Linked DNA regions of Mus musculus: region 2 is linked to region 1. A link is a contact called in public HiChIP or PLAC-seq data. All regions are on one chromosome and are shown on one strand. Each heading gives the region's core, a stretch centred on a gene start, on an enhancer-like site or on the middle of the called end of the contact. The rest is flanking DNA. Distances are from core to core; before and after follow the strand shown. Region 1 has its middle 36 kb from the start of Stmn4. Region 2 overlaps Dpysl2 (dihydropyrimidinase-like 2).

The links. HiChIP or PLAC-seq counts read pairs in DNA pulled down with a chosen protein or histone mark.
Region 2: a contact with region 1 is called in an H3K4me3 HiChIP or PLAC-seq map of embryonic basal ganglia, with 4 times the contacts expected there. The contact joins two enhancer-like sites. A contact is called at or near these places in 1 of 484 Hi-C or Micro-C datasets (bone marrow-derived macrophages), 2 of 115 datasets of contacts at active chromatin or transcription factors (embryonic basal ganglia and large pre-B cells) and 1 of 9 other capture datasets (embryonic stem cells).

The regions. Positions count from the first base shown.
Region 1 is chr14:66,376,517-66,383,149 of GRCm38.p6, reverse strand. No RefSeq gene overlaps it. Among named protein-coding and RNA genes, the nearest start is that of Stmn4, 36 kb to the right of the region's middle. Within about 2 kb of position 4,584, at least 47 of the 459 cell types and tissues checked have an H3K27ac peak or open chromatin away from gene starts, as enhancers often do. A contact at or near this core is called in embryonic basal ganglia, where this site is marked.
Region 2 is chr14:66,822,228-66,829,894 of GRCm38.p6, reverse strand. It overlaps Dpysl2 (dihydropyrimidinase-like 2), which reads left to right. Exons shown (of 14, transcript NM_001378767.1): 6 at 453-533; 7 at 1,056-1,124; 8 at 5,430-5,550. Among named protein-coding and RNA genes, the nearest start is that of Gm5464, 43 kb to the left of the region's middle. Within about 2 kb of position 3,239, at least 62 of the 459 cell types and tissues checked have an H3K27ac peak or open chromatin away from gene starts, as enhancers often do. A contact at or near this core is called in embryonic basal ganglia, where this site is marked.

The DNA.
Region 1 (6,633 bases), core at 3,335-5,834:
CAGCCTACCTCAAACCCTGCACCCAAATGAGCATCCCACAGATTATCTCCCCATGCAATAACTGAATGGAGGGCAGGAATAGCTTGCAAAAGAATCAGAAGAGCTGGAGAGATCTTTCTTCCAGAGGTCCTGAGTTCAATTCCCAGCAACCACATGATGGTTCACAACCACCTGTAATGGGATCTGATGCCCTCATCTGGTGAGTCTGAAGATATATATATATATATATATATACACACACATATATACACATATATACATATATATGCACATATATACATATATATACCCATATATATGTATATGTATATATATATTAAAAAACAAAATCAGAAGAAAGACTAGATAAGTATTTAGGCAATTTCATGATGAGAGGACAACATAACCCCATTTGTCTCCATTCAGGGACCAGGCCTGATTTCAAAAAAAGGTACCAGCTTTAGGAACAGCCCATAAAATCCAGAATAAGATCATAAAATCCCCTCCCAAAGAACAGCCTGGGAATAAGCACAAGAATGGGAAACATCTTCTCTCCAAATGAGCCATCTGTGCTGGGCAGCCCTATCTCATCCTTCAGTTAACTGTTCATGATGTAGAAATGCAGACCACTGGCCACCCTGTAAACCCCCCCCCCCCCCCGCTGCCCCCAGCCCCTGCGTCACTCACCAATGAAAGCTTAGATTACCTAATCCTTCTAGAGAGTTCCCCTGGTGGTTCCCTATAAGAAGGCCTGCACACCTTTGTCCGGGGTTGCCATTTGGGAGAATGGTTGACCTCCCTGCCCGGGCGCATGCTGGATGTTTCTGAAGAATAAATGCTCTCTGTCTTCGAATACTATCTGAGTCTGGGGTCTTCTTTTAGTGGTTTTTTGGACCCTTACAGTGATAGCAGAAAACCTTAAAGGGAGGCTTTCATCGACCCTGCTGTGTGAGAATGTTAAGTATCTGTGCCTGAAAACAATGCAGAAATAGAGAAAATGGAAGTGCACGCCTTCCAAGTGTACTCCAAAAGCTAAAACGTCACAACATTAAGAGAAGGCAAAATAATAAGGGGAGAGAACCAAGCCCAGAGCCTAATATAAGTGAGGGGTACTAACAGAAAGCTCTCAAAGGGACAGGATATCAAAAAATGCACTTAACTCTGTAGTAATGAAAAACGTGAATAAAACCAATGGAATTTGGTTCCTGGAATCTATGTTTTAAAAACTGTTAATTCCCTAGATGGTACGGGAAGTAAAGGAAGTTTTGGTCAGCCCAGGTGTGAACACCAAGAAAATTAGGGAAAGAGAAACAAAGAAAATGGAGGAGGGGGGAAAAAAAAACAGGAATATGCCCGCATGCGCGTCACAAAAAGCCAGGAGCTTCGTGCTGGGATTTTTTTTGTTTTGTTTTTTCGAGACAGGGTTTGCCCTGGCTGTTCTGGAACTCACTTTGTAGACCAGGCTGGCCTCAAACTCAGAAACCCGCCTGCCTTTGCCTTTGTAAAGGTGTGCGCCACCACGCCAGGCGCACTCGGATCTTCTAAGGAAGCACCCTTATCAGCCACTTTCCAGGAGCAATGGCGGCTGCCAAAGAAAGCAGTAGCTCTGCTGCTCAAGGGAGCCAATGTCTGCCTAAAGCCAGGCGGTGACCAGAAGGGAGTGTCTGGATTAAATCGAGAAAGCCGGTAGTCATTTGGGAAACAGCAGCTGTGTGCTTAACTCTTAGCTGGAAAACCTGGAAGGGCTTAGAAGGGTGATGACTCCTGGGAACTTAAGAAAAGAGGACTGGAGAGACTCCACCGCTTGACTAGGTAGGCACTGTGTACTCAGAGGCCATGGCTGTACTCAGATGCCTGAGCTAGAACAGGGTCACTCACTGCCAGCAAAACGTTTTGGTAGAAGGAAGGAGAAAACTAAGCCTACAAAGAAAGAACTTTCTTTTCCCGGAGACCACAGGAACTAGCAATCCCAACCTGGGACCAGAAAGCAGAGCAAACAGAAATAGGTAACAGATGTCGTGATTTATTTAATCAATATTTAACTGCCGGTAACAGCAGGAACTGAGTGTCTTCTACAGAAAGAGCCATGTGAGCAGCTCAATGATTAGGGATTGAGATGAAAGACCCAGATGTCTTCCTGATTCGTGTTGGGAGTTGTTTGTATAAAATCTGAAAGCTACATGCAAAGGACCCATTCTCAACCTGTGGGTCAGGACCCCTTGATGGTAGAACAACCGTTTCACAAGGCACCTAAGCCCATCTGCATATCAGATATTTACACTATGATTCATAACTGTAGCAAAATTACAGTTATGAAGTAGCAATGAGATATTTTTATGGTGGGGAGTCACTTACAGCACGAACTGTATTAAGGGGGTAGCAGCATTAGCAAGGTTGAGGTGCGGTGATCTAAAGGAATATACATGTTACAAAACAAAAAGCAAGTGTTGTCCTACTGACTAACAAGTCAGATAAACTTGGAATAGCTGAATATGGAGGTCATTGATTTTCATGTAGGTTGTTAATTAAAGCCGTTAATTTGATCCACTAAGTATTTAAAAGAGCAGCTCATTGATTATCAGTGAAATCTAAGACAAACTGTCATGGGTAATGAAAAGATCCTAAGTAGACGGCAATTGCCAGCTTTTAAAATAACTGGAGGTTTGATCGAAAGGAACCCATGAGTGTAAAATTGACTGAAGGGGTTTTTAAAAAATATGAATAAATGCCAATACAAGTTCAGCCCACACAACAGAAGCGGGACAAGTTGGTAACGGAGTAAACGCTTGGAACAACAGCAGGCAGTGTTTATTGTCAATTTGACAGTCTAAAGTCACCTGGAAGATGGGCGTGCTATGGAGATTATCTTTATTGCATGGGGCAGGAAGACACGCCCACAGGGGGTGGGGCCATTCTCTGACTGAAATCTGAGACTGTAAGCAAGGAAGAAGTGTGCTGAGCAGTGGCACCTATGCCTTCGGTCCTTCCCCTCTGCTTTGGACTATGACTACTAATGTGACTATCAAACTCAAGTTCCGGCCTTCCAGACTTCCCTGCAGTGATAGGCCACGATCTGGAGGTGAGGGCTAAAACAGACCCTACTTCCTTAAACTGCTTTGCTGGGGTATTTTATCACAGCAACGGGAAAGGGAACTAACACAAATGGTAAATAGAACAGTGGCTGTTGTGGAAGACCGTAGGGGTTGGCCAGAGCCAGGGACCCTCCCCTTTTGACTAATTATGTACCTCCCATGGAAGAAACAAGCTGATCCTCTCCTCCTAGGTCTCCTCCTCCTCTTCTTCCTCCTCCTCTTCCTCTTCCTCCTCCTCCTCCTCTTCCTCTCCCTCCTCCTCCTCTTCCTCTTCCCTCTTCCTCTTCCTCCTCCTCCTCTTCCCTCTTCCTCTTCCTCTTCCTCCTCCTCCTCTTCCTCCTCCTTATTTCTTTTGAGGATAATTTGATTCTTGTACAAATATTGCTGCCTTTGTTTGACTTTGGATTTGGACAAACCTAGAGTCAAAAAATGTCCCCTTATTTATACTTTACAAGTTGTCCCATATGAGGCAAGGCACCTCCAGCCTTCATCTCTTCTTGGTAAAATGGGGCTGGTAAAACCCATCTAGTGGGCTTTAAGGCTTAAACTTAATCAAGGATTCAATAAATAGCAAAGTGACTGACAAGGAGCTGGACACTTGGTTACTGTTGCCTGTCTTTTAAATGTTCCTGCTCCTCTCATGGTCCCCTAGCAATAAAATCCAGTGGCCTTCCGGAGTGTAAAGAGGGGTAAGTCACAGGAAACGCCTTCAACATTTGGAGTGGGTCTAAAACATTATCAGCCTAGCCAAGAGTGTCAACTGGTGCATTCCTAAAGCTGTTGGCAGCCACTGCCCTAGTGGACTAGGGCAATTGTTCTTTCCACAGTTTGAGAGGACCAGACCTCCCTTTTCACAATGAAGTGCAGGGAGGGTGACTCCCCTCCCCCACCCGAGAGGCAGTATGTGTGAGCAAATTCTCAGTCCTTTTTTTTGTTGTTGTTTTTAAAAATCTCTTTTAATAAGTTCTGTTTTATGATCAATCACAAGTAGGTTATTCATGGGAGAGGAGGTGCCTCTCTGGGGAAAATACACTAGCAGAAGATTGAATTTAAAGCATCAGAAACGATGTGACAAGATGTAAAATAATACTATGCTAACCTACAAATGACTTATTAATGCTGTGGGCCATGTCTGGGGCGTGGCCTCATTTACCCAATAAAATTTATGGATGGATAAAGACATTAACAATGAATAATTTCAGTCTGTGGTATCCATGGATACATAGCTCAATTGGAAACCATTTCTTAGGAGTTCATAGGCAGCCATTAATAACCATTGAGTCTTGGCCACACAGCCTTTGACAGGCTAGCTTATCAGAGCTCCACGCCTTGCTGGAGAGACTTATGTGAGCGCAAGGCTACAAGGAAACCTACACTTAATGAATGTCTATTAACGTCTTGAGGAGAAGATGAGGAGTGATTAGCTGAGAGAGTTAATGAATTGTCTGTTTAAGTGGGTTTACGAGGCAAATGAGCGTGTGGAGGTGAAATAGGACATCCAAAGACGTTCTGGCTCAAGTACACTGTGAACCTCTAAAGCATGAGCATGCAATATTTCCCGAGCTTGTCAGATGAATGGAGCCTTTCTTCTCAGAGAATTTTAATGAAAACCACATTGAGAAATGTGGGGAATGGAGATAAAACATACAGAAAATGTAAACAAGTCAGATAAATATGGTGCACTTGTGTGCATGCATACAAATTGTGTGTGTGTGTGTGTGTGTGTGTGTGTGTGTTTCTCTCAACAGGATACTTTTATCCCATAAATAACAACAGCAGCAGAATAGCTTCCTAAGCAGGCTGCACCATACAGCATTTGCATGACCTCAGTTTGCCTGCCATTACCATCAAAGGAAGAAGCAATCCGATAGCTCATTGGCATCAGCTCTTGCAAAGCTATAAACATCCCAAGACCCCTCGTCACCATGGCAACCTTATCCCTAATTACCAACTGTAACAGCTATGGTTGCAGTCGCCTCTTTTGTGCAAATTTGTCCTGGAGAATTCTGGGCGGTTCCCGTAGTAGAAACAGTACGAACGCCACCTGCTGGTCATATTCCTGTACTGCGCTAGCTCCCTGTGATCTCTGGGGTCCAAAGTCAAAGCCAAGAAAATAAAGCAAGATGAACAATCATCAACTCCAGAAAAGGGGTTCAGGGAGTGGGGGAGGTTTGGGGGAACGAGGGGTCACGAGGGAAAGTGACTGTGTGTAATTTTTACAAAAATAAACTTCCGTTCTTATCTTAATAAAAGTAAGGGTCCTGGAAACAGTGACAAATCTTCAAAGCATGATAGAAAGCTGAGATGGGAACATAAAAATTTGAATGTGAAAACACATGTGTTTGATATTAAGAAATGTATTGGAGTCCGTGTGAACTCCTAGCAGAGACCTGCTTTAAGTGCATTAAATACTGTCAACTTGCTTTAAGATGGCAGTGTAGAAGCTGGGGAGACCCTCACCTGCAACCCCTGCACTTGAGAGGCTGAGACAGGGAGGAACTGGCATTGAAAGCCACCTGATGAGTGAGATGCAGATAAGCCTGTGAGATGTAGCAAGACCCTACTGCATAAACTTAAATGGCAAAATGTGTCTAGAAAACTGCTAAGTGTGATTATCAGATATGAAGATACACCAGACTGTCACAGACCAGCTTAGGGAAATTAAAAATCGGAGCCCTGGGGTGGTGGGGAGGAATGCCCATAAATTCCCCTGGATGCTTATTCGCTTAGGATAAAGTCCTATCATCTATCGAAAAATGATACTATTAACATATGTTCTCTTTATTTTGTTATTATTCTTTCTCCTGTTTCCTCTGTAGTAAAAACATTTCTGAATTTGTATTACACAATGGTTAAAATTGGTTTTTTCTATGTTGATTCCTATGCATGTCAGAATTCTGATGTGCAGCATTCTCTAATGTCAGTATTTCTGTGTTTCTTTCTTCCTCCTCTCAGCCCACATTGTGTCTTAGTTCTTGTTACCCTTGTCTTTGATTTGCTTCATGGCTTCTTGAATTTCCACCGCAGAATCTATTGACATTGGTTTTCTTTTCCTTTTATATGAAAATTACCATTTCTCTCAGAGTAGCCCACCTGCCTGTGCAACTAAGTGTAATGAGAGCCATTATTTGGTGCTTTGATCTTTTTTCACGATTCTTATTGGTTTGGGCGGGGGGGGGGGGGGTTGGGGTTTAGAGGGACAAGGTCTCAGTCTGTCCCCGTGGCTGACCTAGAACTTGTGAACCTCTGCCCCAGTCTTCTGGATGCTGAGATCACAAAGGCACATGGCTGCCTTAGGCTTCTGAGATCACATACACACACACACACACACACACACACACACACGGGGGGGGGGGGGAGTGGGGAGTTAGCAGGCCTCTGTGCAGGTTTTTCCCGTGTGTTTACACATCTTTGAACACAAATAGTTTCTGTGCCCCGAGGTGGAAAATTCTCCTTTAACCCTTTCAGTGCCCTAGAATGTCTGAAGAACCATCGGCTCCAAGACATACAACAGCGATGCGCTCCGCCACCCAGTGATGCACACAGCCTAGGTGACAGAAAG
Region 2 (7,667 bases), core at 1,990-4,489, 450 kb before region 1:
GTTCCTGATGTTCTGTTTAGTTTGGTTATGGCTGCCATCTGGGGAAACATTTCTTCCGCGTGTGTATATAGCTCACTCATAGCTTGATGGGATATGGGTGGCAGGTTTGGAGTTTAATGAAGTTAGCCTTTGATGGGGTCTTGCCCTTCTAAACTCTCATATCAAACCGTAACCTCTAATCAGGATACTGTGTGGCCTAGTGGTAGTGCTGAGAGTCTTGGTCACACCTGGTGCAGAGCTGGGTGTCATCTCCTGCATTTCACACTTCACCCCTGTCCTTTTGGTTGGGCTGCCTCTCTGACTCTCAGAGTGGCCAGAAGGCAGTCCCCTTGAGCCTATTGCCAAGCCAAGCCTGTCACAGCAGCCTGGGTGCCATTTCAACCCAGGGGATGATTTCCTTTGACCAGAAACTTGCAGGTTTGGGTCTCTGAGTTCGTTCCCTTCTTCCTCAGATCTATGAAGTGCTGAGCGTGATCCGGGATATCGGTGCCATAGCTCAAGTCCACGCAGAGAATGGTGACATCATTGCTGAGGTAAGGGACCCATCCTTTCATATTTTCTTCCTCTCCTGGAAAGCAAGCTCAAGAGTGTAGGACAGCTTTTGAAGCTGGACCACCAGTGTGAAAATCCAGAGGGCCGTATGGTCTGGTACAAAGGCTCTTCGGGGACTTTCTGCTAGTGTTTGGTAAGGCATATTGCTTATTTCCATTATAGAAAGGCCCCTTCTTTTGGCACTGCAGTGTAGCTGTTCTGGATGGAGTCAAGGAACACCGTAGTCACACTTGGATACCATCATATTACTGTGCTGTGGGCCAAGAGTGGCTGTCAGCTTCCCTGGGGATGCTGAACATATTGAGGGGCTCTAGAGGATCTGTCTTGCTCAAGTGGGATTGGAATTAGTATAGTGATGCCTCTTTCTGAGGTCTGGCATGACACCCGGTATCCAGCAGGGCCCACTGAACTTCTTGCTAGGGAGCTTTTTTGCCCAGGTCTCTTGGCATCCGCCACCTGAAACCCACCTTCTCTGACCACTCGGCTTTCTATGCACATTACAGGAACAGCAGAGGATCCTGGATCTGGGCATCACGGGCCCCGAGGGACACGTGTTGAGCCGGCCAGAGGAGGTGAATATCTGGGACTGGGATGTGCGACATGATGTCTCGTAGATTCTGTGCAGGGCCTCTCCTCCACCCCTGTACCTGTTGAAAGTGGGGCTTTTTGGATGTGCTTTGGTCTTTCAAAGAAATGCGTGTGCATGTGCATGCATGTACATACCCATTTGCAGTACCGCCAGTCCCTTAAACATAGGATGGAACCACAGAGTTCCTTTACACCTCTAAAACGCACATGATGAGTCATTGCTGAGTGCAGCACACTCAGTAGGGCCTGGTGGATAGAACCATTGGGAGCCGTAAACAGGATTAGCCCAGGCTGAGAAGCACAAGGTTATCACACTGGACCGTGGAGCCTGTAGGTCAGAAGGCTGCAGGTATCATATCCGTGCTTTTTCAGAGGCTGGTCCTTCAGTATAGGAAAAGGTCTGTAGAACGGCAGGCAGTCTTACAGCTCTGAGGGGCAGAGGAGGATGGAGGAGTTCAGCAAGGAACAGTCTAGACTGCAAAGATTGCAGGCAAGGGGAGACCCTCAGGGACCTGGGCGGATGGAGGTTCAACATTTAAGGTGTCCCTTCCAAAAACAGGACAGAGGGGGATGTTTGGTAAGTGGCCTGCGAAGGAGATGGGGCCACTAGATCCCAGGGCTTGGCAGAACAAAGTGTGGGAACAGGAAGGATGCCCACAGGAGCTAGCTCTCAGGGACCCACTGTTCTGGTTAACCCTTTACGCAGAAAAGTTACACCCATGCGTACGTGGCTCAGCACAGGGCCTCCTCTTTGGCCATTGTCTCACAGAATTAGAGCACTGAGTGACCAGTTCTGGACATCCTGAGGCTCAGCAGGGCTTAGGAGCATGGTGGGAGGAGCCTAACTTAACGCCAGGCACTGAGTTTGATAAGGCTCTTGAGTAATTTTGCCCCATGTCAGTCCTATGGGTGGGAGGAATCGAGGGAAGGAGGGAGGGAGGGAGGGAAGGAGGGAGGGAGGGAGGGAGGGAGGGAGGCAGGCAGGCAGGCAGGAAGGAAGAAAGGAAGAATAAGATTTCGAGCCCTTCACCCTTGCTGTTCTTCCTGATGGTGGCTGTTTCTTCTGTCAAGCTGAGTCTTTTGTGTTTTAAACTCTTGAGGGGGCGACACAGAGAATCAAACATGGAACCACTCTGAATGGACTTGGCCATACAGCCCACTTTAGGAAGAGACCCCCCAGCACATAGGAGGCAACACTAATGTTTTAACTTTGTGTAGTGTCAGGATCTCGTCCGTCTGTAGCACCATGATGGCCAGCTTGGTTTGAACTGTGCAGGGCGGCCAGCTTCCTGCCGCTGTATGCTGCTCTTCGCAGTCTACCATGTGCACAGCTCGCAGCTCCGTAGGATTCCCCCCTCAAGAAGCTGGGAAAAGGGAGACCGGTAGGAATGCCGGATCTAGGGATCACCTGTCTGAGGTGGTACCGGTGAGAAGCACATGTTCTGACCACCGCAGTGCCTGGACATCTGTGGCAAGCAGGGGATGGTGCTCCCTGAGTCTTTCAATGAGCTGGTGACAAAGCCGCAGACAGGAAGTATATCTGTGAGCCAGAATGTGACTTACTACTAGCAAAAGGCAGCTGGTAAGAGCCTGAGGCCAAAGAAGATCTGTACAGCAAAGCCATCACAGACGGAAGGCCTTTCCAGCTGGGCCTCGCAGGATATATGACCGAGGCGTGTAGGTTGCCAAGGCGGGAGGGACTTGCCCAGAGATTGTCTGGACTCTGCTATGGGTCCTTGGATAGGTCATTTCCCTGTGGTGCTTGTTCTGCTCCATCTATAAAATCACATAGACAACCTCCCAGATGTTCAAGGTCTCTATAATAAGCAGAGGTTTTATTTTTAAGCGATTACACCCTTCCTACAAGATTTAAAGAGATTTTGGTCAGGGCTCAGTGCACAGTGTTTGTTGTGTATCAGAGGCTGGACTGTTCTAGCTGGAGAATGGAGAGCGAGGCTTAAATACTCTCTTCTTCCAGAGAGCTAGCGTTTTTAGTTTGGCCCCTGTCCAATTTCAGGCCACTCTGTGGAGCCAGATGGAGCCTGAATTCCATTCACAGTGTGTATGCAAATCCAGACAGACCCCTGGGACAGCGAGTCTTCCTCAGGAGTCTTAGTAGCAGCCAGTCCCACTTGGCTTCTTAATTAGAGGCACTGCACACCCCGCTTTACTGAGGACAGGCCTGTAGCTCCCAGACTTTATTTATAGTGTGTCTGTCCTTTTGTGAAGGGTCTGGGCTGGGAAGTCTGCAGGGCTGTGTCTGACATCCCTGTGAAGTGTTGAGCATCTTGGAGTCCTTTTCATTCACACTTCAGAGACTTCTGAGCTGACAGCCCCACAGGAAACTTCAGGGAGGGGAGGGAGGGCAGGGAGCAGGAGGGAGGCTCTCTTCAGCTATCCCTGGAATGGGAAACATTTGAGTGTTTGGTGAGTGTTTTCTGAGAGCTGGTTGCTTTCCTGTAAGATTCATAGACTCTCCTCACATAGTTGATGCCCAGAAGCTGAGTGTGAATGAAGGCCGGGGTCTCCCTCACTGGGAAGAGCACAGAGAGCAGCGACAGACCCCAGCCCTGCCGTGCTCCAGTGGAAACTGGACTAGTCAAGGCAACTAACTGTAGGAGTGCAGCTATCTCCTCTGAAAAGTGACCGCCTGGCTTTTAAAGTTACATTAACAAGATGAAGCCATTTATGTTTTGACCCTCTGCTTAGGGATGTTGGGAGTGGGGTAGTATGGTAGGCAGAGAAAGGGACTATCTCCCTTCTTACCTTTAAGAATTTACACCACAATATTTTCTTAGGACTTGGCAGTGACCTTTTGGGATCCCGTTTGAATCAGTTTCTTCTGTTATGATGATCCCACGTTGTTGTACATAAGATATACCTCCATAGCAAGGCGGTTTTCCCGGTTGTGTATTCGGTAGATGTGATGTGGAATCTGAAATTCCATTCCCTGAGGATCAGGCATAAAGAGCCAGATGTTCCATTTGGGTAGTTCTTCATCTGCGTTGAAGGTCGTACCAGGCTGTGGCTGGCCAGACACACTCTTGGGGGAACATGGTACAGCCCTAGTCCATTCCAGAGACTATTGAAGCTTGTTTTGTTTTGTGGGTGATGTTGGCTTGGCCCACAAGTATCTGGCTGACTTGTCTCCAGAGTCACGAACATTGAATGTCTTCACTCTGGATCATGAGAGCAGAATGAATATCCACATTGAGATCAGCCAGGGCCTGGGTATTCTCAAATGTGAGCAAGTGAAATTGTTACCAGAGTCTTTACGCCTAACAAGACTGGGCCCTGGCAGCCCTGACAAGCACGGCTTGATCATCCACAGGCTAATTAGAAAAACGAGCAGTGGCGAACTGTGGAGAAAGGAGATTGGTTCAGTGTAGTTAGGGTAGGAAGAGGAACAGAGATCCAGCGTCTTCCTGAGCCCATCCTCAGAGTCCTGACATAAAGCTTAGGTTCAACTAGCTTTAACTAGGCTGCTGCTCATGGTGGTACACTTGGTGGGCTGTGATGAAGAGATGAGGAAGCAGGATCAGGAGTCTCTGGCCAGCCTGGATCTTTAATGGCTTGGAGATGTGGCTCAGTAGCTAAGAGGGCAGGAACGCTCACACTGCTCTTGCAAAGGACCCAGGTTTGGTTCTCAGCATCTACGTCAGGCAGGTCACAATTGTCAGTACCTCCATCTCTGGGAATTGTCAGTGCTTCTGATCTCCGTGGGTACCAGCACGCATGTGCACACCCACCCACCGGCAGACACGTAGTTAAAAAGGACGAAATAATAAGAGCTCTTTAGATAGAGGGCGCGAAGCATGCTTAGCCAAACAGTCCACGTCGTGGTGTGGTCCCTCCCACCCATCGCTGCCTTGGCCTCTGCTGTCCTGGAAGGTGTTCTGTGTACTCAGAACTGTGTGAACTGCCTTTCCTGGAGACACGTCTCTCCTCTGGCAGGCACCCAGCTTCAGGCTTTTCCTTCTCCCACTGTGAAATTTCTCCTCAGAAAACTCTATAATTTCTTAGAGGCCATTGTTTCAGTACTTTGATAACTAAAGGGAGTGACATAAGTTATCTTCATAATATCTTGTTTTCTGCCAATATTCACCCAGGGTGGTTACAACCCACTTGGCAATGTTACTAGACTGTGGGTCTAGGTGGAGCCTGTGGATCTTTGTCCTGGGTGTCACTTAGGAAAGAGCCTTGGGAATCCATCTGTCTCTGTTAGTGAATAAGGACAAAGATGGGCATGAGGATGGGCGGGGTTTTCATGCTTATCTGCCCTCCCATAGGTCGAGGCTGAAGCTGTGAACCGGTCCATCACTATTGCCAACCAGACCAACTGCCCTCTGTATGTCACCAAAGTGATGAGCAAGAGTGCGGCTGAAGTCATCGCTCAGGCACGGAAGAAGGGTGAGCATCTCGGGCCTTTCGGATGCCCCGTGGGCAGGTGGCGGGAAGGCAGCGCGGATCCTGGAGGAGGCTCTTTTTCCGACCCTCTTGCCAACTGGGCCACTTTGATCATGTTCCAGCATTAACCTAATTGCAGCCCAGCAGAGCGGGCAGCTCTAGTTTCCTCCCTTTGTTCCGTGGCCCTGGCCTTGTTCGTATCTATTTAAAGCCAAGGCCACGTGGGCAGGTGTCCTCCTCTCTCTATAAGTTGATTTTACAAACTAGTTACATTACATAGGTTACATCACTTTTCACTGGCGACAGAACCCCTCTGGGGAATGTTATTGTGCAAAGTGTGTCTTCCTTCCGCCTTGAGCGGGGATTTCTGCGGGGGTCAGTCAGAGGCTGGTGTGGGACACATATGCTTATTCACCTCAAATTACTCGTTGCCGGTATACTGTGGATGTATACCGAGTGAAGCTGGTTCTCCCGAGACAGGTTCTTGGAAACTAATTCACTAAGTGTCGCTTCCAGCACTTTCCCTCAGGGATGTTCTGTGGTGCAGCTTATTCATTATGCATAAGTAGCTCCATTGCCACCTGCTGCACTAAACCAGTTTGGCTAATCACACTGTGCGCTTTCTGCTTAGGCATCAGCACAGCATATAGAGCTGGAACCCATAGCATTGACCTTGATGGGAACCTTAGCATGATCTGAAGTGAGCATCGAAAGGGGATCCCTATCTTCCTTCTTGTCTCCACAACCTGCATGTGTATCTTTCCATCTCGTGTGTCTCCATTTATCTGCTTTTCTCTCATGCTCACTGGTGCCTCTGCCTCTGCCTCTGCCTCTGCCTCTGCCTCTGCCTCTGCCTTTGCCATTTGGCCCATATAGCTGTTTCTACTTTGCTGCATGATCCTCATGAATCAATAAGGGCTGTGGGATGTTTTCACTGATGGGTGACTTGGTACAAGCTCCAGAAGAAATTGCTCAATGACTACTCAGCCAGCCTGTCCCAAGAGGCAATGGCTTCCAGACCGATCCTGTGATTTCTGGCTTCCTGCTCTTTGGAGCTTTCTGGAGCTTAATTTGACCACTTGCTATTAATTTTTGAGAGCCTGCCCTCTCCTGGATGCTTGGAGAAGCTGCCTTTTATTTAGTAGTAATAGTAGTAGTAGTAGTAGTAGTAGTAGTAGTAGTAGTAGTAGTAATAGTAATATTTTGAGAGGTGGTCTCATGTAGCCCAGGCTGGCCTGGAACTCCCTGTGTGGCTCACCATGGAGCTTCTGATCCCCCTGCCCCCGCCTTCTGGGTGCTGGGAGCACAGCTGTATACAACCAGGCCCTATTGAGAAAAAAATCTAGAATTTCTTCAGAATTTGCTTTGTGTTATTTTCTGAGGAGACCCTGTAGGTGGTGACTGAAGTTGTGGTCTTTTCTCATCCAGGCACACTTTTAAGGTAGCTGGGTGTTCAGCTTCAGCATTGAACACCCTTCCTGGCACTACTGTTTTAGTGTAGCACGATCATAGTGGGTTCAGTGTCTGAAAATGGGGACCGTGGCACCATGGCAGCTAGTTTTGTGTATTTTACTGGTCATTCAGCACTCACATGATAATAAGGAGTTAGTTAAGGCAAACAGCCACATGACTTTGGATTCCTGTGGCCTTCCTGGTCCAAAGTGTAAAATATCCTAGGCTCACCTTGGCAGAGGGAGGGTGTCAGCCCCTGGACAGACCACAGCTAGGGTGAGATCTTGAGCAGCTCTCCAGCAGCACCCATGCTCTCTCCCAAGCCTCTGGTCATCCCTGAAGGGTGGGGCTGACACATGCGTGTGTGGCATGCAGCTTCACTCGGGCATGCTGCCTCAGGGACCGGAGGCTTTTTGTTGCTTCTGTTAACTTCTGAGTCTGCTCAGAAAGGGAAGCAGTTCAGTCAGTTCTATTCCAGAGCCTTCCGTGCATGAATCTAGCTGTGCCCACACGGTGCTTCTCTGGGTTGCTCTGCCATCCTTCAAAGTCGTTGGGGAATTCCACTGTCTTCCAGCGCTAACAAGAGCAGCAGAAGGCTCTAGCCCTCCAGAGAGCTGGGGAGGCTCTTGCCACCCAGTTGGGATTTCCAAACATCCTCAGGATGCAGC